Linked DNA regions of Gossypium hirsutum: region 1 is linked to region 2. A link is a contact called in public Hi-C data. All regions are on one chromosome and are shown on one strand. The core of a region is the stretch at or near the end of the contact, and the rest is flanking DNA. Distances in the headings are between cores, read along the strand shown. Region 1 holds the start of LOC107948236. Region 2 holds the start of LOC107886651.

Evidence for each region. Hi-C and Micro-C count contacts between places; a contact is called where the count stands out from the background.
Region 1: a Hi-C map of leaf shows a contact between it and region 2, with 2.1 times the contacts expected there. The contact joins the promoter of LOC107948236 here to the promoter of LOC107886651 in region 2. A contact is called at or near these places in 2 of 34 Hi-C or Micro-C datasets (both in leaf).

What each region holds. Positions count from the first base shown.
Region 1 is chrA03:103,481,654-103,488,789 of Gossypium_hirsutum_v2.1, forward strand. It overlaps LOC107948236, which reads left to right and starts at 5,480. Exons shown (of 3, transcript XM_016882713.2): 1 at 5,480-5,704; 2 at 5,843-6,051. The coding sequence starts at 5,612. It also overlaps the pseudogene LOC107947774.
Region 2 is chrA03:103,187,804-103,194,538 of Gossypium_hirsutum_v2.1, forward strand. It overlaps LOC107886651, which reads right to left and starts at 1,669. Exons shown (of 13, transcript XR_005917933.1): 1 at 1,056-1,669; 2 at 824-971; 3 at 1-49.

The DNA.
Region 1 (7,136 bases), core at 4,230-6,729, 300 kb after region 2:
TTTTTCTCTCTTAGTAGCTATGGAAATTCTTTTGATTTCTAGGTGAAAATTATGAATTTTTTGTGGAATGACCAAATTGTAAAGAAAACAAAATTTCTTTCTTTTCCTTCTCTTCTAACGTTGGTTGCATGAGAAAAGAAATGTGATGTTAATTCTTCATCTTTCCTTCCTTTTATACTAAATAAATAATAATATAATAATAAACATCTCATAAAAATATTAATAAAATAATATTTATCTAATTAATTAATTTAAAATATCATCAACATAATCATTACATTCTAGAATTCTCTCTCTTACTAATTGACCATTTTGCCCTTCATGATATTTTAGAATTCCATCCTTGAGTCATCACTTAATTTGGTAAAATTGCGATTTAGTCCCTCATAATTTTTCACCTATTCAATTTGGTCCTAATTCATCAATTTTTCTTGATTTCTAGATCATTCCACCCTTAAAATATTTGAACCATTAGTCCTTCAACTTTTTATATTTACACTTCAACCCCTTAAATTTTGAGTATTTACTCTTGTGTAACAAGACTTTTCTCATCTTTGCAATTTAGTCCTTTCTTGAATTAATATATCACAATATACTTCCCAATATTGACATAACTCAAAAATTCCCTTTTTGTCACTTTATTTTCTTATTTTACTATATCATGGATAATATTTTACTGTAAAAATTTTCGGGGTATTACAGTGTCCCTGCACCCTAATTGTTGTAAAATAGAATGCTCAGAATTGAGCACACGGGCAGAGACATGAGTGTGTGTCTCAGCCGTGTGGATGACACGGCTTCAGGCACAAGCGTGTGCCCTGAGCGTGTGAAGTCTGCACCTATTTTATGAAAAGTCATAAATTTTAAATCGACCACACAGCCTAGCACACGGGCGTGTGACTTGACCATGTGACTTCAATTTGTTCTTAGGTGACAAACAGAGAGTTACACGGGTTAGGAACACGGGGCGTGTGTGACTTCAATTTATATATTGTTATAAAAATATATATTTTGTTGTGTATCTTGCTGTATTACTATCATGATTTTCTTAAAAAGGTTTTTTGTCATCATGCCCGTATTATGTCGTATTCATATTTGTCTGTTTCTATGCTTCCTAGTTTATAGCATTTTCTGGGAAGGTGTAATTCTTTACTTGATGACTTATGTCTCCGTCGCAAATCGATTGTCTTGTGTCACAGTTCCTATTTATGCAAAAATGCCATGCACGATCTAGGTATCTGAGTGTTTATAGTGATAGTTTTGAAGTGAATCAGTTGCTTTGTATTAAATTTTATTTACGAAATCGAGTTGCTTCCTTATAGAGCTGAAATATTAGACTTGGTAATTATATTTGTTATTAACCTAGACCGAAGTTAAGTGAAAATGCTAACCATGTTGCTGGCGCTGTTGCCTTGCCTCCTTTCTCCGCCCCTTTCATTTTTGCTTCTTTTTTTCTTTGTCTCCTCTCCTTATTTTGTCTTGAGAAACAGATTCCTGTCTAAGCAAAAGATTTTCAAAGAACCCACCTTTTTCCTTTTTTGTTTTTTTGGCTTAGTAGTTTGCTAGCAATTTTTATTGTTTGATAATTGCCTCAACTAAAATTATATAAAATATTTTATGTTATATTAAATAATTCCCTTTATGATAGGCAACAAGGTGAGGACACTGATAGTGACTTTAGGGACTCCTGCAGTGATGGTAGTAGTGATTGTGAACCTGAAAGAGGATCAAACCCTTTTAGAGAAAAAAGGAATCACGCATGACAAGTGAGATGTCTCCTAGGATGGATAGATTGTCCATGGGAGATCAGCAGATATTTCGAGAAGACTTATCTAGCGATGACGACGGTGAATCTGTCAATTCTCAAAATTGTTTGATTTTTGAGTAATTTGAGCACGACCCTTCATGCAGCTGAGAACCTTTAGCTGACAAGGTTAGTATATGTATTTCCATCCTTCTCTCTCTCTCTCTCTCTCTCTCTCTCTCTCTCTCTCTCTCTCTCTCTCAGCATGGTGTCATTTAATATCTGAATCAATGCCTTTCTCATTTTTGGTCACTTCCTAAACTAAATGTATGACAACAGATTGTAGATCTGGCCTTCCAGTTCCCTGAACTGAAGACGCTAAAAAGCTGTGATTTACTATCTTCCAGCTGGATTTCGGTGGCATGGTATTATTATTTAGTTTTCTTAAAAGTTATTTTTAAACTGGTGTTTGCATATGTAACTGACGTGTTCCTCTGACATTATCGTAGGTATCCAATTTACAGAATACCCACTGGATCTACGTTAAAAGATCTAGATGCTTGCTTTCTGACTTACCATTATCTTCATACACCGGTAGGAGGTACTAAATAATTTCATTTTGAAACTTTCTTCTTTCCTATTTGTGAACTAAGGAATATGCTAGGCTTTCTTGTTAAGTTATATTTTCCAGCTTTCACTTGTAAATTGTAAATTTGAATCTTTTACGTCTCTAGCAAGTGTTAAGTCTCATAATGCATAAGTACTTTAAAAATATGAAAAGTGATTTTAAGGTCCTCCTGTTTGACTTTGAAGTAGTTATCTTGCTCTGCCTGAAAAAGTCCTATTCCTAGTTCATTTGATATAATTTTGTGGACAGAAATGCCTTTTCATAGAAACTTTTGCTGCTTAATGTTAACCAAAATACTGATTGCACAACCTGGTGTTTTACAGACTTGCCATTAATCACTAATAGTTTGTGCTTGCATAAGCTCCGAGAGCACCCATGTAATGGCAAATAAACCTCATCTGTTGGTTTTTTCTAAATATTTTAAGTGGACAAAGTGATCAGGTACCGGTTGTAACAGGTCTCAATAACATGGATGGTGGTCTGAAGAGTCAATTGCCTGTTTTTGGTCTTGCGTCATACAAGTTTAAGAGTTCCTTGTGTACACCTAATGGAGCAAGCGATGGTCACTTGGCGAACAACGTCTTTCAGGCTGCTGACAGTTGGTTGAGAAGACTTCTTGACCATCGACCAGATTTCACTTTTTTTTTTGCCGCAGGTGATATTTAGCTATATCTGTAAAAGTAGTACCCCTAGCCATTCCAAAATGGAAATGCAACCGTTACTTGTCAAACATCACCCACAAATTACAGTACTTCAATTTTGGAGGTCAAGGTCAAAAGTTCAGTTTGGGGTGATTGTCTTTTGTAACAATTTATGAAAGAACTGGGGAAATTTTTTTTAACACAAACTGCCTCGGGAGAAAAGTTGGAACAAGGCATTAGAGAGGCAGCGAATGGAAAATTTTCGATTTAGAAGCCTATGGAGAGCAGAGCTGAGGTCGAGCCAAGGTGAGTCTTGCTTGCTATCGGTATATGTTAGTTTCACGCGGGCTTGCTTTATGTATGAATTATGAATAAGCCAAAGAAAACCAGGCCTTGTCCCTTTGTCCGGATGACAAAATATAGAATCTCATGTTTTACTTGACATAATGAAGGGAATTTTATTAGGATGGTTGTTTCCCTAATATGTATCGTGATGTTTATTTTATATTAATTTCATCTCTGTTTCTTTGGCTATCCATAACACAATCTTAATCCTTTTATTAGCATGTTTTTAAGTACAAGTACCAATGTCACCAGCAAAAAATATTTATGTTAATTTATAAACAAATCTTATGCTGACATGTCGGGGTTTAATTGGTTAAAGCTTTTAACCTAACCCATATTGTAACAGTATTAGTGCCAAGAATCACAGTGATAAATGATTTGATAATATAGGTGTGAAATTGGAAAAATAATGATGGTAATACTTTAAACACCAAAAAAAGGTCACAATCACAAAGCATATTGCCAGCTTTAAACTTAAATATCTCTTTTGGCGAGCGGCGTTATAAGTCAAAAAGGTGGTATTATTTTTTATAAATTTGCACTTAAATGCGTTTGGAATTATTGGAAAAATAATGCACCCCAACATAGGCAGCTCCCATAAAATTATCCGTAAATCCAGAGATGCAGTGAGCAACTGGGAAAATCGAAAATCCAACAACGTCGCCGTCTTTCATCAATTGCGGTTGAGGACAAAGGGAAAGGATCCCATCATCTCCTGCTCGGCTCTATATGCTGTTGCTGAATGGACCATCAAACTATCGACTAATCTCCCAAAATGGAAAATTTGTTTTTTAATCAAATAATGTATTCCGCAAGCATCCAAAAAGCAAAGCAGCAGGTAATGCCCCCACACCATTTCCTTTTCAAAGGAATATAACAAGGGTAATCATCTAGTATTTTTTATTTTATTTACCTGTGCGGAAACTAGTCATGTCAACTGAATTGGAGAGGCATGTAAGGACCTTATACTTTGAATGCATTTAAATTGATCATAGACACGAACATACAACCCTGATATGGAACAAAAAACTTGAATTTCAAGATATCACAAGCAAGGTATTATACTAGTTCCAAGCACAAGTAAAAATGACGGATTATCAAGAGATTGGGGGCAATCGTTTGTTTTCAATACATTAAAATGATTATGATTCGATTCCAATCACGAGCTTAAATTCTGTTACTTCTAAACATGAGCTCAAACTATTTATTTGAAAAATAATGTTTCTAAATATAATTTAAATTGTTTATAAAAAGAAGTGATGCTTTTAAGTACGAGATTAAATTATACATCACAAAACATATTTTAAACCATCTCTTAACTCGATCTTTTAAAATATGAGGTTTCATGTCAAGTTTACTCCAAATGAAAATTATATAGCTTTTAAGACATTATTCAAAATTTGTAAATCTTGTCCAGATGGTTCAAAGATGAATTTAAACTTGAAGCGAAATCATTCATCCAAGATTAAGTATTATTATTGGATTCAAACTCTTCCTAAACTCATTTTTCAATATTCACATTTACAATTAATGTAAAATATTTAAATAACTTGACTCACTTGTCACTACAATAATAATTTATACTACTTATTTCTTTCAAAAGAGTTTACAAAAACAAATCATAAATAATACATATTAAATCAATTAAAATTAGAATCAATTCAATATAAAACACATCAAACTCGAAATAAAAATATATTCAACTTAAACCAAAATAAATTTTAAAAAAATCTTAAACCATCAAAGTTGGAATCATTGGCAACAATATTATTTGTTATACTTACATATAATATATATATTTTTAACGTTTATAGATTTTTATCATATTTGTTATTTTTTATATAATGTCTAAAATCACGAATAACCTACCTCAATCCTTAAATATGAGGATAATACATTTTAACGTAACTAAATTTACATATTTCTATACTGACAATAATATAAATGGCAATAACATTAAGAGTCAATGAGACTTAGATTAAATATCTTTAAAAGGAGTAAAATTGTGAAAATATGGTGTAAAGTGTTAACCAAAGCACTTTGACAGATTTTGAAAAATACTAACAATGTTTGAATTGAAAAAGTAAAATAATTGAATTATAACGTGGAAAAAGAAAAAGACATTTTACCTCTTTCCTTTCTTTTGTCTTCTTCTTAAACCTCAAAGAAGAGAACCCCCATCTATTTAGCCCTCCTTTTCCTTTCCATTTTCCCTCCCTTTAAGGCTTAACCTCAACCCAAAAACTCGTAACAATGGCCATGTCCGTCCCTATTTTAGCCATCATCTTTGCTCTCCATCTCATCGCCTTCGTCTTCGCCGTCGGCGCTGAACGACGCCGTAGCTTCGTACCCACTCTCACTCTCACTCTCATTCTCGCTCTCGCTCTCACTCTCACTCTCACTCTCACTCTCTCTCTCACTCTCACATGTGAAACTGTAATTTTCTGTTGTTTTAACTTAACTAGTGGTTTTTTTTAAATGAAGGCTAAGGTGGTGCCTGATCAGTACGACGAGAGGACCTACTGCCTCTACAGTACGGATGCGTCGACGGTGTACGGACTATCTGCTTTTGGTCTGCTCCTTCTTAGCCAGGTTGCTGTGAACGGCGTTACTAGATGTCTCTGCTTTGGCAAAGGCCTTGTCTCCGCCACTTCATCCACCACTTGCGCCATCTTTTTCTTCGTTTTCTCCTGGTAAATTTACCTAAGTCAAATCTGATTACCTTTTTTTTTTTGTTCTTTTTCTACCACTTCGATATAACATATTTTTACTTGCTTTGCCTGAGTTCATTTTGGAAGATCTATCTAGTATTCTTGTTAGTAATTTAGAGGAACAAATTTTCCAGTCTAGAAACTGATTATCTAGATTATAGGCTTTCTGAAATGGAAATGGTTGGTTTTGTCTGGATGCGCTGCAATTTCCCCACTGGTATAATCAATTATTCACGTGTATGGAGCCCACAAAGTTAACTTAGAGGCTAACAGGTTGTACAAAGATCCTAGCTGTTGAATTACTAATGCTTTATGATACTTGCAAAGTACAGTATTATGCTGTTGTATTTATTAAATTTGATAATGTTTCTATTCGTTGATTTAATTGAGAACATTTTTATTTAATGGGCTTTTGATTTGCATTTTCAATCTTTAACAAGCTAACCATTCACAAAGTTTTCAAAGCCAATAGACTGGTAAGAAGTATATTTTCGTCTTAAACCAATCAAACAAACAAGCTGTAACAAGCTACAGCAACTAAGACATAGAAACATTTATGCCGGGCCTCTCTTCAAGTTCTATTAATTTTATCCATGTCTATTTTGGTCGTGGTTTTCAATATTTTATCCAATGCAATACCAAAGTTTTCATTATTCTAACATGTTAAGCTATCGATCTGCTTCTTATGTGGCTAATCTTTGTCACCTTATCTTCTTTAAGAGCCATCTCAACTTGGAGGTGAATATCTAGTTTCTAACCACATCTTTCTTAGCCTTACCACACATCCCATCTTAACGTTTGCAACTTCGCTATACTTGTCTCTTGTATATGTTGCTTCTTGTTAGCCTAACATTTCATACCATGGAAAAACAAGATTGGTCATTGATAGTAGTCAAATAGAACTTCAACTTCAAACACAGCTGTATTGTGATCATAAAAAATTCCAGTTGCACTCTCCTAACCTTTGAGCCTTTAGTGTTTGCGTTCACAACTAATTTGATGTTTATGTGTCCCCTTTCGCCTCTGTAATTTAATCCTACTGTCTAGGACATGTCTCACTTTCTTAT
Region 2 (6,735 bases), core at 419-2,918:
TCCAGAAGCCAAGTAAGACAGCTTTCAGTAGACATCCACTTCCACAGCCCTGAACAAGTAATGGAGCATTTCTAACAATAAGTTGCTTGTGCTACAGCATATTCTGGTGACAGAGTCAACAAAATCATAACCCATAGGGTTTGAACAATAACATTCTAATAAGCTATGAAGCACAGACACAGACACACAATACGGGTACGACACAATACAGAACAGGGTCACCACTGCCACTCCAGCTGCTGTCAATGGTGTCGAAATATTGTAAAATACCCTCAGTATATCTCTCTCAACTTCTCACATGCACCAGATTAGAGTTTAGAAAATCTTAACGATAAAGTCTAGATCTAGGTTTCAAACAGAGATTTTCTATCACTATTATGATGTTTTCAACTATTTTCAACCACCAAAATCCCGTGTCCTTGTGTGTCTCGCCGTATCTGATTTTTTTTTATTTTTTCCGTATTTTGATGTGTCTAGTAGGTATTCCGGCATGTCCATGTCGGGTAACCTGTTGAGATAGGTACGAGGGACTTTCCGGCGTGTCCGTGCTTCATAGCTAATAAGCTTTTGGTAACAATTAAAGATAAAATCTGCCCTCTTTTTGGCGAGCCCCAATTTGATCAATTTTACAACTTAACAAACTCTCAGCTGAAGCCCTTTGTAGATCAAGTTAATCTATGAATTAAAAATCTCCATTTTATTTTTTCACCCAATAACTTCTCTTATGCATTTTTAGAAATAAGCATCGAGATTCTAGAAGACTTAGCCAATACAAAGTTAAACCAACTATATTTAGCTTGATGAACGAGTACAATAAACATACCTTGACAATTTTGATTTCCGTCCAACAATTTGCCCATAATAAACACAGTATTAACTGGAAACCCAGGTCCGAACTCAGCTTCCTCCACATACTTGAACAAACTCCACTCCCCTACATCATTCACCTTTAAACCCAATTTTTCCAGCACCTAGAAAGAATAACGAATTAACCACCATCAGATAACAGAAACTCGAAAATGAAATTATTCATTTAAAAAGGAAATAAAATTGACCCCAGTAAGAGCAAGTTGGACATCAAATTTAGTCAAATCAATGTTGTGAGAGGACTGGGCGCCCTGGATAACGATCCCAGGGTGGGAGTGATCGTGTTGAAGGTTGAGAAGCGTGGAAGGAAGGTCCCAGAGATCAGAATCCACATAAGAATCGTACTGGTCTTCGCTGAATTTAGGCGGTGGAGTTTGCTTAAGGAGGAGGAATTCAGCGTCGTTTGACGGGTTTTTGAGGATAACAGCAAGATTATGAGTAGCCATTTTTTTCCTACTTTTTTGGTTGTTAGAGAAATGAGAAGAAGGTTGAATCCATAGTGAGGAAGGTGATTAAAACCTACAGCTTAAATGGTTGTCGACGGAAGGTAGGCTGCGGCGGGTAGGTAAATTATTGGTTAAGAATTAAATAAAATAAAAGTGCTGATACTGGTACTGAGACCGGGAGTTCATAGCTTAGTTGGCGGTTGATGACCAGGGACGGAACTACGTGGAGAGACGAGGTAGGGATGCCACTGAAGCGGCGCCGGGTGGATGCTACACCACCATAATTAGCAGGCTTTGCTTCACTACTCGCTCTACAGTGAATGTTGAATGCATCTTCAATTTCGCTTCAATTTAATTTTTATTATTTATTTTTAATAATTTTAATATTTTTAAAATCAAATAAATAATTAAATGTAATTTTTTAAAAAATATTTCAACATAAAGAGGAGGATAATGCAGACATGCAATTACTATAATAGCTTCATACTCACGGTGTAAAAAAAAAAAAAAAAACTAACCGTCCCAAAATTCACCCCTTAAGGAGCGAAAATGGATTCTAGCCTCCAAGTGTTTTGGGTTAAAATCCTTTTAGCTCCTGCCAATTCTAAAATTGCACCAAATTGATCCCTCGCTCCCAACTTTTTTGGTTTAAACCTCTCTTAGGTCCCTGACAATATCAAAATTAGACAAATTGAACCTTTCCTCTATTCTTTTTGGGGTTAAATATCTCTTAGGTCCCTTTCAATTTTAAAATGACACAAATCAGGCCATCTTCATTTTTTAATTTTTATGTAGGCTTATCAATTTGCCCATCTTAATCAAATGGTTAAATTAAAATACACTTGTATTTTTTTTTCTCTGGCATACTAGCAATCAAGCCGTATTAAAAGGTAAAATTGTTTGGTTACTTTTTTTTATTATTATCAAAATCTGTTTTTATTATTCAAATTTTAAATTTCAACATATGTGTTTAATTTTCTATATGTTTTCTTACTAAAATTTAGTTTTCTATTATAATCCCTTTTTATTTATATTTTATATTTTTAAACCCTTTGTTTATATACTTTTGCAAATTCATACCACTTTATTTGATAGGTTACAGTTACATATTAATAATTAATATATAAACGTATATTTAACTTTTTATGGATGAAAAAAAAAACATCTACGATTAATGCCTTTTTCAAATGGAATAAATAATGTTAAACAGTTCAATTAAGCGATCAAACACGTGTATGAATCTTAATCCTTTATAATAATGATATTAAAACTCGAAAAATTGAGGTCAATGTAAATTATAATACTAATCCATTGGAGCATCTGCATAATATCAAGATGACTCTAGTGCCATATTAATAAACTGGATATATATGTGTTTCTTTTTTATTTTTTAATCAATAATTTTTATTATACTTTTTAGAATCTATAACCAATTTTCTAAATTATATATTTTACATATTTATTTCATACCAAATCTTATTTAAAAATAAAATTTATTTGTAATTTTATTTATAATGTATAGTAGTAATATATTAGAATATGTAAAATTATAAATCTTATTTAAAAACTTTATTTCTCTTCATATTTTTATATAGTTGGAGAATAAAATAAATAATTTTATGTTATTTTTGTTATCGTAAATGGATATTTTTAATTTAAGGGTTATTTTTAAAATTAGTAATGGAAAGTTTTAATTTTACACTGAATCTAGAAAAATTCACATCTGCCATTTTTTATATTTTATTTTTTGCCATAGTTTAGGTAAACGATAGTTAAGTTTGATTCATAGATTACCTTGAGTTGGTAATTAAAAATCTGATAAGAGGGGTCGAGATATTTATATAGAGTAGATATGTTGAAAGTAGGAGTCGGATCTATTTAAATAATATATATTTTAAATTTGAGATGATTTTGATCATTAAAATTAATATTATACGAGCCAGACCTACTTTAAATAATGTAATTTTTTAAATTTGAAATAATTTTGATCATCAAAATTAACATTTAGAAAAAAATATAGAATAAGTTAAATGTTAAATTTGTATTAAATATTATAATTATTTAGCATTATTTATTTTATCAAATTAATATTTAGATATACATTATATTAGTTTATCAAATTAAACGAAAAATATTACTAAATTTATCATTAAAAAATTATAAATTTTATAAAAAGATCAAATTAAAAGAAAACTTAGGGGAGGGGCAAACACATATTTATCATATTTTTAAACATTAATTATATGATTAAAATAAATAAAAAAATTAACAAATTGGAGGGCGGAGGCTCCTGCCCCCCTAAATCTGGCCTTGTCAACCGTGCCAAATTTCAATGATACAAGGATAATTTCCAATATTGCATGCTACTTACCTAATCTTGCTTTGACTACCGTGATATCTATGACATTTTTCTCCTCCTCCTTAATGAACTTGAGTCAATTTCACTAAAACTCGTATGAAAAATAATAAATATTAATGATTCAAACTCTCTCATTTTTTAATTTTTTTTCTGGTAATGTTTTTTCTATAACAATTTATTTATTATAAGTGAGTTTTGTCTATTATTATCAATTAAAAAACTTAAAATTTGTTTATTATACCGCCAATTACATTAATTTTTAAATTTTAATTAATGTTAATATAAGTAATTTTACATCATTTAACTATTTATTAGTTGAGAAAATTTAATATTTTTTATATTTTTTTAATTATTTTTAAACTCAACATAATTTAATATCTTTTTTATGTTTATTATAATTAACAACAATTTAGTAAAATGTATTTCTAGGTAATATTCCATTTCGTCAATCAAATAGCAAAACTTTACATTCCAACAAAATGAACTGAACAAGATAATGTAATATATCTAAATATGTTAAATAATCTAAATAAGTTTTACTAGGGATATTCAAATATTCCTTAGTTCAAACACCCTTTAACGATATGTGTCACCCTTTTTTACCTTACTTATGTAATATTAGATTATGGCACATTTACAATGTGAGTGAAAAAAAAATTATGTAACAAATATATTTGTTGAAAATTGATATAGAAATTAAATGAGGCTTTGGTTGTGATGGAGCAATTATGGTTCCAACAATAAAAGCATTGCAACTTAAGTTGTAGCTAGGATAAAACCATAACTTATTATATTTGGAGTTGACAATCTTTTGAACCAAATTTGTTTGGACCTTGATCTTGTAATCTAGTGGAAGTATTCTTGGGCCATCTTTGAAGCTTGAATTTTGGGAGAAACAAACCACAAAGGATTAGATTCAATCATATCATACAAATCAAGTTCCTTGTTTTATGGAGATCGGATCGAGTTAATTGAAGAATATGTTGAAAACCTCAACACTTATCTAAACCTTAACTGTAATTGATATGTACCTTAGCAAGCTAAATCTCATATATAAATTGTAGGCTTGTTTAGTTTATATGTACAAGAGAGTTAACACTTTATATTATTCTTTTAGGAACCATATTGTGAGTATAGTTTTGTAAGTAAAATACAAGTGAGTCATTTGGTTAGAACTGAGTTTTCAAGGAGAAAACTTAGTTGAGAGTGATCCAGATCTATGTATGAGTGTTAGGTTGCTACATGGTGAGTGGTAAGACTTAAATCATCAATTGTACATGTTTGAAGCTAATGGATTAATTCTCTAAGCAAGGCCCCATAGATGTATGTGGAAACCAAACTAGATAAACAAACTTTTGGCATTGTTGTTCTTTACTTGTCAGTTGCATCAATTATAATTGCTTGTATATATGCTAACATATCAACTCACAAAAAAAAAATTGTTTTCTTCAAATTGGCATTAGAGCTTGACACTTGACGTAGTAAGTGGCGATACTAGTGTTGCTTTTTGTTGACAATGGAAGGCTCTTCAGTTTTACACCCCTATGTTGAATGGATCCAACTACGCATACCGGAAGGCAATGATAAAAGCTTTTATAAAGTCTATAGATGAAAACTTTTGATGTGCAGTTATCATTAGATGAGAACTTGCTACAACTAACGTTTTTAAAGTTAAAACTCCTAAATATAAACTCATTTATACTACTAAGGAAGAGAAGCAAGCCAATACAAATTCCAAGGCCTTGAATGCCATTTTTTGTACAGTTGATGATGAAGAATTCAAGAGGATCTCCAAGTGTATATTACCTAAAGAAGCTTGGGATATTCTTGAAACAACCCATGAAAAAACCAACACCATTAAGCAATAGAAATTGCAAATGCTAACCACAAAATTTGAGACACTCAAAATACAAGAAAGTCAAATTCTTGGTGAGTTTAATGGGAAGTTATGTAATCTATCAAATTAGGCCTTTGCACTGGGTAATGAATACTCAAACTTAAAGTTGGTGAAAAAATGTCCTTAAATCTCTACGTGGGAGATTTTTCATCAAAGTGATTGCAATTGAAGACGCTAGAGATATAGATAGTATGTGCTTTGATCAGATAGTATGTGCATTGATCAAATTATAAAGTCATTACAAAAATTTGAATGAACCTTAGTGAATCCAAGAGGAACATATCCCAATGTGAGAAGAACATAACTATGCAAGTTGAAGCCTTAGTTGCAACAACTGGTAACACTACTATTATGCCTGAAAATACCAATAGGGGTGAATTGGGATTTTAGAACTTCTACAAACTTTTCTAAAAATTAAAAAAGAAGAGAGAAAAGCTTGAACAATCAATTTATAGCGATGTAGCCCCCAATTGCTTACTTCCACTACCTTGGTATTGTCAAAACCTTTTTTTTGAAATCAACTTTTTATTTTGAAAATGATAATGGAGTCGCCGCCAATCCTTTTTATTAGGTGTGATCGGATCACCTCATAACTTTATCATTTTAATAAAATGTTAGATTTACTAAAACGATTATTTTTGGTCTATAAATCTAGAAAATGGGTTTGGGAGTCGTTTGCGCATGAGGAAGGATTAGCACTCTCATAACACCCAAAATTGGTACCTAGTTGATTACTTGATGTCTTAGAGTCGAGAATTGAGAATTTAAAAAAAAATTAAAGTACGATCCCCTTCTTGCATGATTTTATTAAAAATATCGCCAACTAAATTAAATTTTATGGAAATAGCCTTCTTATTTCGAGTCAATTGAGAAAAAGGATCATGTCTTGTAAGTTAAGGCATGATATCTTGAATCCTCGAAAATAAGAATACTCGTCATTTGATTATTACCTAAGTTCTATGTGTCTTGAGTTTTAAATATGATATTTGATTATTTCGATTCTAGGGAGAGACCATACTTTGTAAGTTAGGAGCACGACTCCTTGAATCCCAAAAATAACAAACATTGCCTCAGTTTTATTTATTATGTTTTGCGTCAAAAAAATGTATGTGGCAATATTTACAATGTACGATGATAGCAAAATTATGGTATTAACAAAATAACAA